3 separate regions of the Cricetulus griseus genome follow, and regions 1 and 3 are each linked to region 2. The links are chromatin contacts, called in public Hi-C and Micro-C maps. All regions are on one chromosome and are shown on one strand. The core of a region is the stretch at or near the end of the contact, and the rest is flanking DNA. Distances in the headings are between cores, read along the strand shown.

Evidence for each region. Hi-C and Micro-C count contacts between places; a contact is called where the count stands out from the background.
Region 1: a contact with region 2 is called in a Hi-C map of the CHK-Q cell line, with 4 times the contacts expected there. The contact joins two enhancer-like sites. A contact is called at or near these places in 2 of 8 Hi-C or Micro-C datasets (the CHK-Q cell line and fibroblasts).
Region 3: a Micro-C map of the CHO-K1 cell line shows a contact between it and region 2, with 3 times the contacts expected there. The contact joins two enhancer-like sites. A contact is called at or near these places in 2 of 8 Hi-C or Micro-C datasets (the CHO-K1 cell line and fibroblasts).

Annotation. Positions count from the first base shown.
Region 1 is chr2:164,435,429-164,438,552 of CriGri-PICRH-1.0, reverse strand. The region is part of intron 9 of Ctif (CBP80/20-dependent translation initiation factor); the gene reads right to left. Among named protein-coding and RNA genes, the nearest start is that of Smad7, 130 kb to the left of the region's middle. Within about 2 kb of position 1,697, at least 4 of the 6 cell types and tissues checked have open chromatin away from gene starts, as enhancers often do. A contact at or near this core is called in fibroblasts, where this site is marked.
Region 2 is chr2:164,558,639-164,561,658 of CriGri-PICRH-1.0, reverse strand. Smad7 (mothers against decapentaplegic homolog 7) reads left to right here. Exons shown (of 4, transcript XM_027397918.2): 3 at 2,003-2,077. Among named protein-coding and RNA genes, the nearest start is that of Smad7, 8.0 kb to the left of the region's middle. Within about 2 kb of position 1,643, at least 3 of the 6 cell types and tissues checked have open chromatin away from gene starts, as enhancers often do. A contact at or near this core is called in the CHO-K1 cell line and fibroblasts, where this site is marked.
Region 3 is chr2:164,473,023-164,476,256 of CriGri-PICRH-1.0, reverse strand. All of the region lies in intron 10 of Ctif (CBP80/20-dependent translation initiation factor), which reads right to left. Among named protein-coding and RNA genes, the nearest start is that of Smad7, 94 kb to the left of the region's middle. Within about 2 kb of position 1,671, at least 3 of the 6 cell types and tissues checked have open chromatin away from gene starts, as enhancers often do. A contact at or near this core is called in the CHO-K1 cell line and fibroblasts, where this site is marked.

The DNA.
Region 1 (3,124 bases), core at 448-2,947, 120 kb after region 2:
TCAAGGCCAGCATTGTCTTGTACTGGCACCTGACCCTTCAGCCTGTCCCTCTGCTCTCTTACCATCCTTTCCTTGGACTTCTCAAGCCGGCAAGCCAGTTCCTTCCCCCACACCCACCTCCACGCACCCCCAGCATTCAGAACACTTCAACCCAGCAGCCCTTGTGAACCTATCAACCCTGAGCCAGATCTTGATCACAGTCCCTACACATTCCATTCCTCCAGCACTGACACAAATCCTCGTGGCAGCCTGCAGATCTTTGACCCTGATGACCTCTAGCTGTTGGCCTTGATTCACGAAGCAGGCATATTCGGCCTTGGGGCTTTTGCACTGTTTCCCTGAGTTGCGGATAGTTAGATTGCCTGTACACTGTAGAATAAGAAATAAATAATTTGCTTATTTACTGATCCCTTGCTTCCATCAGGATATGCTTGCTCTGTTGTGCTCACTGCTGATTCCCTCCGTAGTCCAGGAGGGGCACACAGTAGGCCCTTCATAAATATTCATGAAGCGAGCAAAGTCACCTGAAATGTAGCTAGAGAGATAGGAATGGGCCCTTCAAAGGAGGCCAGAAACAGACAGAGCTGAGCACCCATCAAGGGCACAGACAGACATTAACAGCGTGGGTGAACAGGAAGGGGCTGCAGAGTGTGGAATCCCAGGAATCAGAAAATGGAGGGGCACAAGCAGGCTAAGCAGGGCTGGCTCTTGGGGGGAGACGGCATATTAAAACTCTGGGCCTCGGGCTCTCTCTGGGCAAGCCACAAGCACATTCCTGAGTCTGCAAACTATTTGCTGTCACTAAGAGGAGGAACCCCAGGGAGAGCAGGGCTGGGTGGGCAGAGGGGTAGCATCCAACCAGCTGGGACAGGGTGGGGGTGGGTTAAAGGTGGAAGGCAGCCAAACCCCTGAAAACAGCCCCCTCCTCTTTTTTCTGGTTCAGCCTCACAGCCTGCCAGTGAGTCCAGAGCTTGCCTTTCATTTATAGAAGGGGGCAGTGAAGAAAGGAGAAAACCCACAAACATGTCTGTGGCAGGACATCTAGGCAGATCTCCTCCCCTCTTCAGTCTTATTCCTTAACTGTCCAGCAAGTGACTCTCACATGACAAGCCGGCCATGCAGGAGGCCTGGGGAGTTATCTGGGACAGTTGTTCCTTTCCAACTAGTGTCACCCATTTGAAAGTGGTGGTGCAGCAACTCTCTTCTCCCCCAGGTGTATTCACGACCTTGAATACAGAGATGTGGTACTCCTAGAAACACCCTTCTAGGAGCTAAGATGTTTCTGGTGGAGATGGCAGGAGATGGCTGAAGGTGGATAGGTATGGGGACTGAGAGAAGAAAGGTGAGGCAAAGGGGACCCCAGGCTCTGCAGAACCAGAAGGTGTATTCAGGAACCAGGGGGTGAGTCTGCTCACAGAACTATGGACAGGACGTGTTCCCCTCCACAACAGTGCCTGTGACACATCCCTCTGATTTCTAAGGTGGCCTCTGCAGGCGCCTTTGGCTCCAGCCGGGCGGGGTCTGAAGTGGGAACTTGAGAGGCGGAGTTGGCTGCATTCCTCTGAAATCCCTGGCCTCTGAGAAAGAAAGCTGCCGGTCACGTCCTCCGCCCCTCCCCTCCCCTCAGCACGTCTGCTTCTCTGTGAGGGACCTGGCCCTAGGCCCTGGGCAGGCACTCTCACAGCCTCCCCAGTCCCAGGACTTTCTTAGACTTTCTGGAAATATCCCCAGGCCTGGTGAGCTACGTGTGTCCAGGGGGTGGGGAGGGAACTGCTGAGCTGGGCCTGAGCCAAAGGGTTCTGCTTGGCGTCCTGTAGGACTTGGCAGGCTGCCCTTTGGTGACTAATGCTGGTGGTGTCCCCTACTTGCAAACGACCCCTGGAATGTGTCTTTCCAGCAAGTCTCCTTAGGCCCCAGGCAGCACCGTCCAGATCCCCGCTATCAGCAGATCTTTCCTCGATCCAGGTCTGTTGGAGACTACCTCTGTGTTTAACCTTCGGCCAAGTGACCCTGGGCAAGCAAGTCTGGGTCTCAGAGAAGGAGGTTGGACCCAGGATGCCTTACAGACTGTGTTCACAATTCTAGACTTCCTTTTCCATGGGACAAGGGGTCCAAGGGTAGGAGCTCCATCCTCATTCCTTTCCCATCCTCTCTCTAGCCTTGAGCACCAAGGCTATCCTTGTGTGCAAATTTTACCCAGTCCCCCTCTTTTGTGTGCACATCCCTGAGCTCCCTGGCCTCTGAGTCCTTCAAGCATTATCGAGTGTTCTACTCATGTGGCCTGTCTCAAATATCATCATGCCTATGGAAACCTCATTCGTCCCACTAGGTAAGGAGAGGTCTGGCAGGCCCAAGCAACACCACCAGGCTTGGGGCTCTGTTGGAAGAGTGTACTCCACCAGAAGATTACCTTGCTAAGACCTTAGTGTAAGGACTCAGGCATTATGCTGGCCTGCCCCTGTCACCTGGCAGAATGCATTCAGGCAGTACTCTGGTGCCCAGGGTTCCATGATTGCATAGTCTGCACGCAGGTGCGAAGGATCCCTTTAAAAGAAAGATTGCTGCTCACTTGTGTTCTTTTCCACTTTCTTTTCCAGCTCTCTTTCCCCACCCGCTGTCTTCCCCTTGGTTCCTCTGGGGCAGACAGGACTTTTTCTGTTTCCCTCTTCTCTTCTGTCCTCTTTGTGTCTCTTTACCCCTTTTCTCTTTCCTCCCTCCCCCCTCCACCCTTGCTCACTATGGAATCCATCAAGGTCCCCCACACAAGGTCCCCTCAATCTTTATCGTAACAGTACAGCCTTGCAGCAGTGGTACTACCATTACCCCAGTTGTACACTGGAGGCATCTGGGGTACAGAGAGGTAAGGATCATGAACTGGCAGGGGGCAAAGCTGTCACTTAAATCTTGGGGTCAGGTTCTTTGTTCTTGACCTACACTCCTGGGACACTGAATGGTGCTCACTCTAATGCTCAAGCTTCCCCACAGATCCTTAAGCTTTCTGACCCCAAAATCTTTTCTTAGCTATAGTTCCAAACTTTCTTTTTTCGAGACTTTTGGATATTGTTTCAAGTCCTTTGAGTTTTCATACACATTTTAGAATGTTTGCCAATTTTTGACAGGAACT
Region 2 (3,020 bases), core at 394-2,893:
CACAGGGGTGGTAGGGAGGCCTAATTAAAGTGTGTAAATCCCTCCTAAGATCAAAGGCGCTGCAGAGGCCAGAGCACATTTCATAAAAATCACTTGTGGTTGCATCTTGGAGCTGGCTCACCTTTGATGTGAGCCAAACTGACACCCTGACTGAGGTCTCTAGGTCCTGCCCTGGAGAGGCCAGGCTTTGCCTTTGAAATACACCTTGCCCCTGGCATTCAGCCAGCCAGAGCTGGGGGAGTGGCCATGGGGTGTCTTCCATTTGGGGGAGTGGAGGAGGGGAATGAGGAGCCAATCTCTAGAAAATAGTGGGGCAAGAATCATAATTTAGAAAGTACAGGCTTGCGCCATATAACAAGGAACTCCTTTTCCTGCCTCCCCCATTGTTTTCCATTTGATTAAGCGTATCCTGTAAAACTGTATAATCCTGGTAGGAATTATCCTCTACCCTGAAGAAAGGAGGTTGTATATAGCCTTCTCTTTCCCCCTGCCAACCATGCCTCCATGCTCCCTCCCGTTTAGAAGAGGTTTTTCTTCATTTTTTAAATGCACACTGGGCAAGTACTATATACCCAAAGTGCCCCACCTCCATTTCCTTCCCACTGGAGGGTTTTCAATAGTTGATCTTCCAGTCTTGAGAAGAGAACGCCTCAGAGGGAGGGATCCTCAGCAGAAACTTCTGGGGACTGTGTTGGACAGGCTTGGCAGTCACCTTCCTTTTGTCAGGAGCAAGAGGCAAACTATTTTACCACTGAGGGGCTGTCCGGGCTACTTGCCTCTAGGTTTCTCTTTAGCTTGGAGGAACTGTCTGCCAGTGTGGCCAAAGGAGCATCTGTTTGTGCCTGGTAGCCTGGGGTTGGAGAACTGGAGTCTGTACAAACCAGTGGTGTGTTTGCTTTCCTAGAGCCAAACTTTCTATGGGGACTTGGGAAGAAATTTGACGTTGGTAATGGTGCAGAAGAGGTTTCCAGGGGCCTGTGCATTTGTGTGCACTTGTGTTCCTAGGAACTAATTAGTTGTGATATCTGGGCATTGTTTTTTGTTGCAATTGCTTGGAGGGTCTGTCTGTCTCTCAACTGGGACTGTCATTCCACTGAGGTCACCGTGCTGAACTCCTGGGAGTGAGGGGAGAGGCAGAGGATACATAATCTGTAGTTTAAGGTCTAGTAAAGACAATGGAAGGGAATGGTGCCAGGAAGATTTTGTAGGAACTGAGGCAGGCAGCCTTGTGAGAATGGGGCTGGCTGGGCAGGTTTCCAGAGGTGGGTTTGGACAAGTGTGGAATCAGGTAGAACATTTCTCTCCAGCTGTGTCCATGATAAAACTGATCAAAATAAGTGAGTCTACTAAATTCCTGTAGTTTTTATATCTCAATTAAAAGGGAAAATGTTTTTTTTTTGAAGGCCACGGTGAGACCCTTGCCTATGGGAGTGGGAGGAAGGAGGCTTTGTGCCTGATGGGAGAAGAGAGAATAGGGTTAAGAAAGTACACTTCGAACCTTCCTTGACCTTGGGAATTACCTGATCTCAATGGGAGACTTGTAATAGAAGAGAAATTCCAGCCAGTCTGTGATTGAGCCTGACTTGACTAATGATTAACTGGCCTCCTGGAGCCCAGACGGGTGACAAGGTGCTGTGGTCTGTCTTAGGCTGGACCGTGAAGCTGAGTAGACCATTAATAATCTGCATCCGTGGCTGTGACTCAGCCCTTTGGAATGTGTGGTCTTTCTTTCATGCTGTTCAGGGTTTTGTAAGAATGAACACTTTTTTTTTTAATAATAATTTATATTTATGTGCATTGGTGTTTTGCTTGCATGTATGTCTGTGTGACGGTGTCAGATCTTCGGGTTATAGACAGTTGTGGGCTACCATGTGGTGCTGGGAATTGAACCTTGGTCCTCTGAAAGAGCAGTTATTGCTCTTAACAGCTGAGCCATCTCTACAGCCCTTGACTCTGGTGTTTTTATTTGCATATTTACTTCTCTCTCTCTTTGACTCTGCAGCAGCCTGTCCAGATGCTGTGCCTTCCTCCGTGGAAACCGGGGGAACGAATTATCTGGCCCCTGGGGGGCTTTCAGGTAAGACACTTTCTCCTTTCCTAGAAATTGCTGGAGGCTAAAGGAATAGGGATGGCCTTCTGCCACCCCAGCTGGTCTGGAATTGTTCTCATTGTCATATGCCTTAAACTAGATGATCTGGGGTGCTGGTAGTGCCCTTCATCTTGTCATCTTGTGGGCAGAACCTTGCCTTTCCCAGGAATGGGGAACCTGGAGTCAGTTGGAAGCTGATGGTGTGGGAGACAAGCTTCGTGGTCATTTTTTTATTTTTGCTAAATTTTATGTGTATGTTCATTACTCACAAGTGTTTGGAGGGCTAATTTATAGGAGTTGTTTCTCTCCTTCCGCCCTGTGGGCTCCAAGGATTTGAGTGCAGGTCATCAGGCGTGGTGGGTGCTTTATCCTGGGAGCCATCTTGCCACCCCTCATGATCTTTTAAGCAGCTCCCGACCTAGGTTACTTCCATTTGTAAACTTTGGCAAGATCTCATGTGCTTAACCCCTTATTTGGCTCTTGCACGCATTCCTTGAAGGAGACAGACCCATGTTTACGGGGCAAAGCCCAGGTGCAAGCCAGATCTCAGTGGACTGAGGTTCTGTGGCAGCAGGGCAGGGGCTTGCCATAGTCAGTAGGACAGGCTTTCTTCGAGGCTCACAGACCAAAGACCTGGAGCTAAGAGTCCTAGGATTGGAGGTGGTACACTGGGGAGAGAGCCTGTGTACATTATTGTCTGTCTCTTAGGACAAGAGACACTCTGGGAGACTGCTCTTTCTTTTCTAAGGACGTTTTTCTTCATTTCCTCTTACCCTACCACGTCATCATTTATTTTCTAAGAATTAGCTAAAGCAAGAGGGAAAGTAACCTGGGTTAGGGGAAATTCCAGGACAGTTCTGGGCACTCGGTATAGCTGGCGCTGGCGGAGGTCTTGGTGTAGCACCCCTTAGTGGAAGCTGTGGGACTTGTG
Region 3 (3,234 bases), core at 422-2,921, 85 kb after region 2:
CATGTAGACAGTTCAGTGTACCCAACTCTGCTTGTGGGAAATGACTCACCGGAGCCCTGCAGTACTGGGACTCCAGGGAACACATACACACTTCCTGTGTCTCAGATAGAGCTTTGGGCAGTGTTAGCTGGCGGGGCAGATCTCTGAGAGTAACTAGAAACAGATAGAAAAAAACCAACCCATCTAGTTCTGAATCCCTGGGAAGGAGGAGTCACTGCCTGGGTTCACATGACAGCCCTGTCACCTGGGCTTTAGTTTTGTCATCTACAAAACAGGGGTTGAGAATTATACCAGGATGAGGTCCTTCTTGCTATAGCATCTGCACGCCTGGGGACGTGTAAATTCTCCCGATGACAGTAATTCTCACTTTAATGTGTAGTTAGTTAAAAACTCCTGAATGGGGATTTCCCAGTTGAGAACCACAGATCTAGATCAGGGTAGGTAAACTACAGCCACAAAGCGGATCTGGCCAAGGCTTGTTTCTCACAGTTCATGAACTAAGAACAGTTTTAATATTTTTAAGTAGTAGGGGAGGAATTTAAAGTCCCCCTCCTTCAAAAGACGACGCTGCGATACATACAAATTACACACAATGCAGATTCCAGTGTCATATGAGGCACAGCCACAGTTCCAGCTGCTCCTGAGCCACAAAGGACAGTTGCTTGTTGTACTTCAAGGCACAGGGATACGGTTGGACTTGACTTTTGCCGGTTGGTCCACAAAGCCTAGAATATATTTAATATATGGTTCTGCTGTTCTATATGTTGTATTGGTAGGTTGATCTGTAGAAAGGAGAAGGGAGGGGAGGAACAACGAACCACTAGAAGCCTTTTGAAGCCAAGGGAGCCCCCTGCTCTGGGCTGAGCAACCCTTAGCCTTCTGCATGTGGCGGTCCTGAAGGTGATTTTGAAGGCTTTTATTAAGCAATCGAGACCTAATGATATGCGTATGCAAACGTGAAATTTCACTTCTAGAGGAGGGGCCTTGGGTGGAAGTCCCCTGCCCTGCCCGGAGGACATGATTCAGGTAGCTAGGCAAGCTTTAATTTATATGGGGTTTTCTGAGTAGCAGACCTTCCCTACCCCTTTCAAACAGCTGGCTACCCTTTTCCTTCAGCAGTATCCACTTTTCTCACCTCTCCTTCCCCAGTGTGAACGTCCCTGGAAGGGTCACATACCCTCTAACCCCTAAGACCATGGGCTGAGCAGGAGTATGAACAGGTGGACAAGACATTTAGCAGTGATCTTCATGGGAAAAGGTCTCCCTTTCAGAGCACTGAAGACTCCCCTGGTCCCCTACATTATAATCCACTTCTTCCCATCAGCAAGGGGCCACCGTTATTCCCCAGACACCCCTGTCGTCCGTCCATCTCCCCCCTCCCCCACCACTCCATGCCTTCGGCTTATAGGGCTAGCCAAGCAAGTCTTGACTCCAGCCCTGGGATTCCAGGTATTTCCCCAGCCGCACCTCATCTAATTGCTTTCCAGTCAGCTAATCCTTGGCCACGCCCTCCGCTTCAGCCAGGCCAGGCACTTCAGTGTGGCCGGCAGAGTTTCTGAGACTTCCCATGGCACTGGGCCAAGCCCAGGGAAGCCTCTAGACTCCCCTTGCCCAAACCGCATCCTCCCTGCCCTTCCCCACACCTCAAACTCTCCTCTGACTACTATTTCCAAACCAAGAGGAATGCAGGCCAGCCCAGACTCCAAGCAGCAGACCAGTTCCTTCCCTTCCTGTCCCCAGCCCCGAGGACTGGTCATATCTCCCTCTGGGCAAAGCACAGTCAGCCAAAAGGGGTAATTGTACCTACAGTTCTGATCTCTGGGCCAGTTGTTTTCAGCAGGGCTTCAGCCTTGATTCCAGGATAATTAGTTACTGCTTGTGTGTTTGCATTTCCACAGAGTGTTTGCACTTCCTAAGTCTAGCTTTCAACCCTTGGAAACCAGATTCAGCAAATACTTCTGTTTTAAGGGAGAAGGTCTGAATTACAGAAATGGTCACCCTGAGTAGTCAAGAGGGCTATGAAAGAATGGGCCAATTGTGCTTTCTCCACAGGGGGTGCAGTAGGGAGCCCCTGGCAGCTGCTGGCACTGACCCCACCGTGGGTTCTGCTCTGAGCCTTCTCATGAAGAGTCACCCAGGACAGGGCCCTTCTGCCTTTCTATACTTTCTTCCCACGTTGTCCATCAGGGATTGGAGGATTGCTTTTTGCAACCCCCGCCCCCCCACTGCCAGGACCTGGCTGTGAGCCTTGGGGGTCAGGGGGCATTCAGCTCTTACCACTCCCTTTTTCTGCTAGGTGCCCAGAGAGAGGAAAGCTGTAAATAGTACTTCTGTGATGTTTAGCATCCAAAACTGGACTAAGAGCCTGCTGATTCTGGGAGCTAGCTAGTCCCATTCCTGCACCAGCCAGTACCATAGCCACCATGTGGTTTGAGCACCTACAAAGTGTTTGGCCCAAACTGAGGGGTGCCTGCACAGTAGACTTCAAATACTTAGTTCACACACACGCGCACACACACACACAAAGAACATCAAAACTATTGATGGCTGAAGTGATCCCAGCACTCAGGCTGAGGTATGAGCATAGAGAGTTTGAAGCTAGTCTGGGCTACAGAGCAAGGCTCTGCCTCAGAAAAGAAAAAGCAACAATGACAACAACAAAAATCCATTGGTAACTTTTTGTTGTTGTTTTGTTTTTCCAGACAGGTTTTCTCGGTGTAATAGTCCTAGCTGTCCTGGAACTCACTTTGTAGACCAGGCTGGCCTCTAACTCACTGAGATCCACCTACGTCTGCCTCCCAAATGCTGGGATTAAAGGCATGCTTGTACCACCACCACCACCACCTCCTGACTGGTAACTTTTTACTATTGATTACATTATGTTGAAATTATAATTATTTGGATACCATTGATAACATAAAATTTTACCTGCCCCTGCTTTGGGGGGCTTTAAATGTGGCTACTAGAAAATTGAAAATTGCAGACGTGGCTTCCCATATGTTGAAACTGAACGTGGCTCCATAGCTGAGATTCTGTGAGAGCTACAAGGGTTCTTAGGTTTTCTGTGTTTGCCACTATGGCATTTTCTCCCAACCTCCCACCTTCTTGTTTTACCCTCCTTTATCCCTGACCTCCAAGGGGATCTGAACCTGAGGTTCTCCCTCTCACTCCTCTTGATGGTAGGAATACAGGGGTGGTTTGTGAGGCTTCCCTGGATCATCAGGTCCAGCTGAC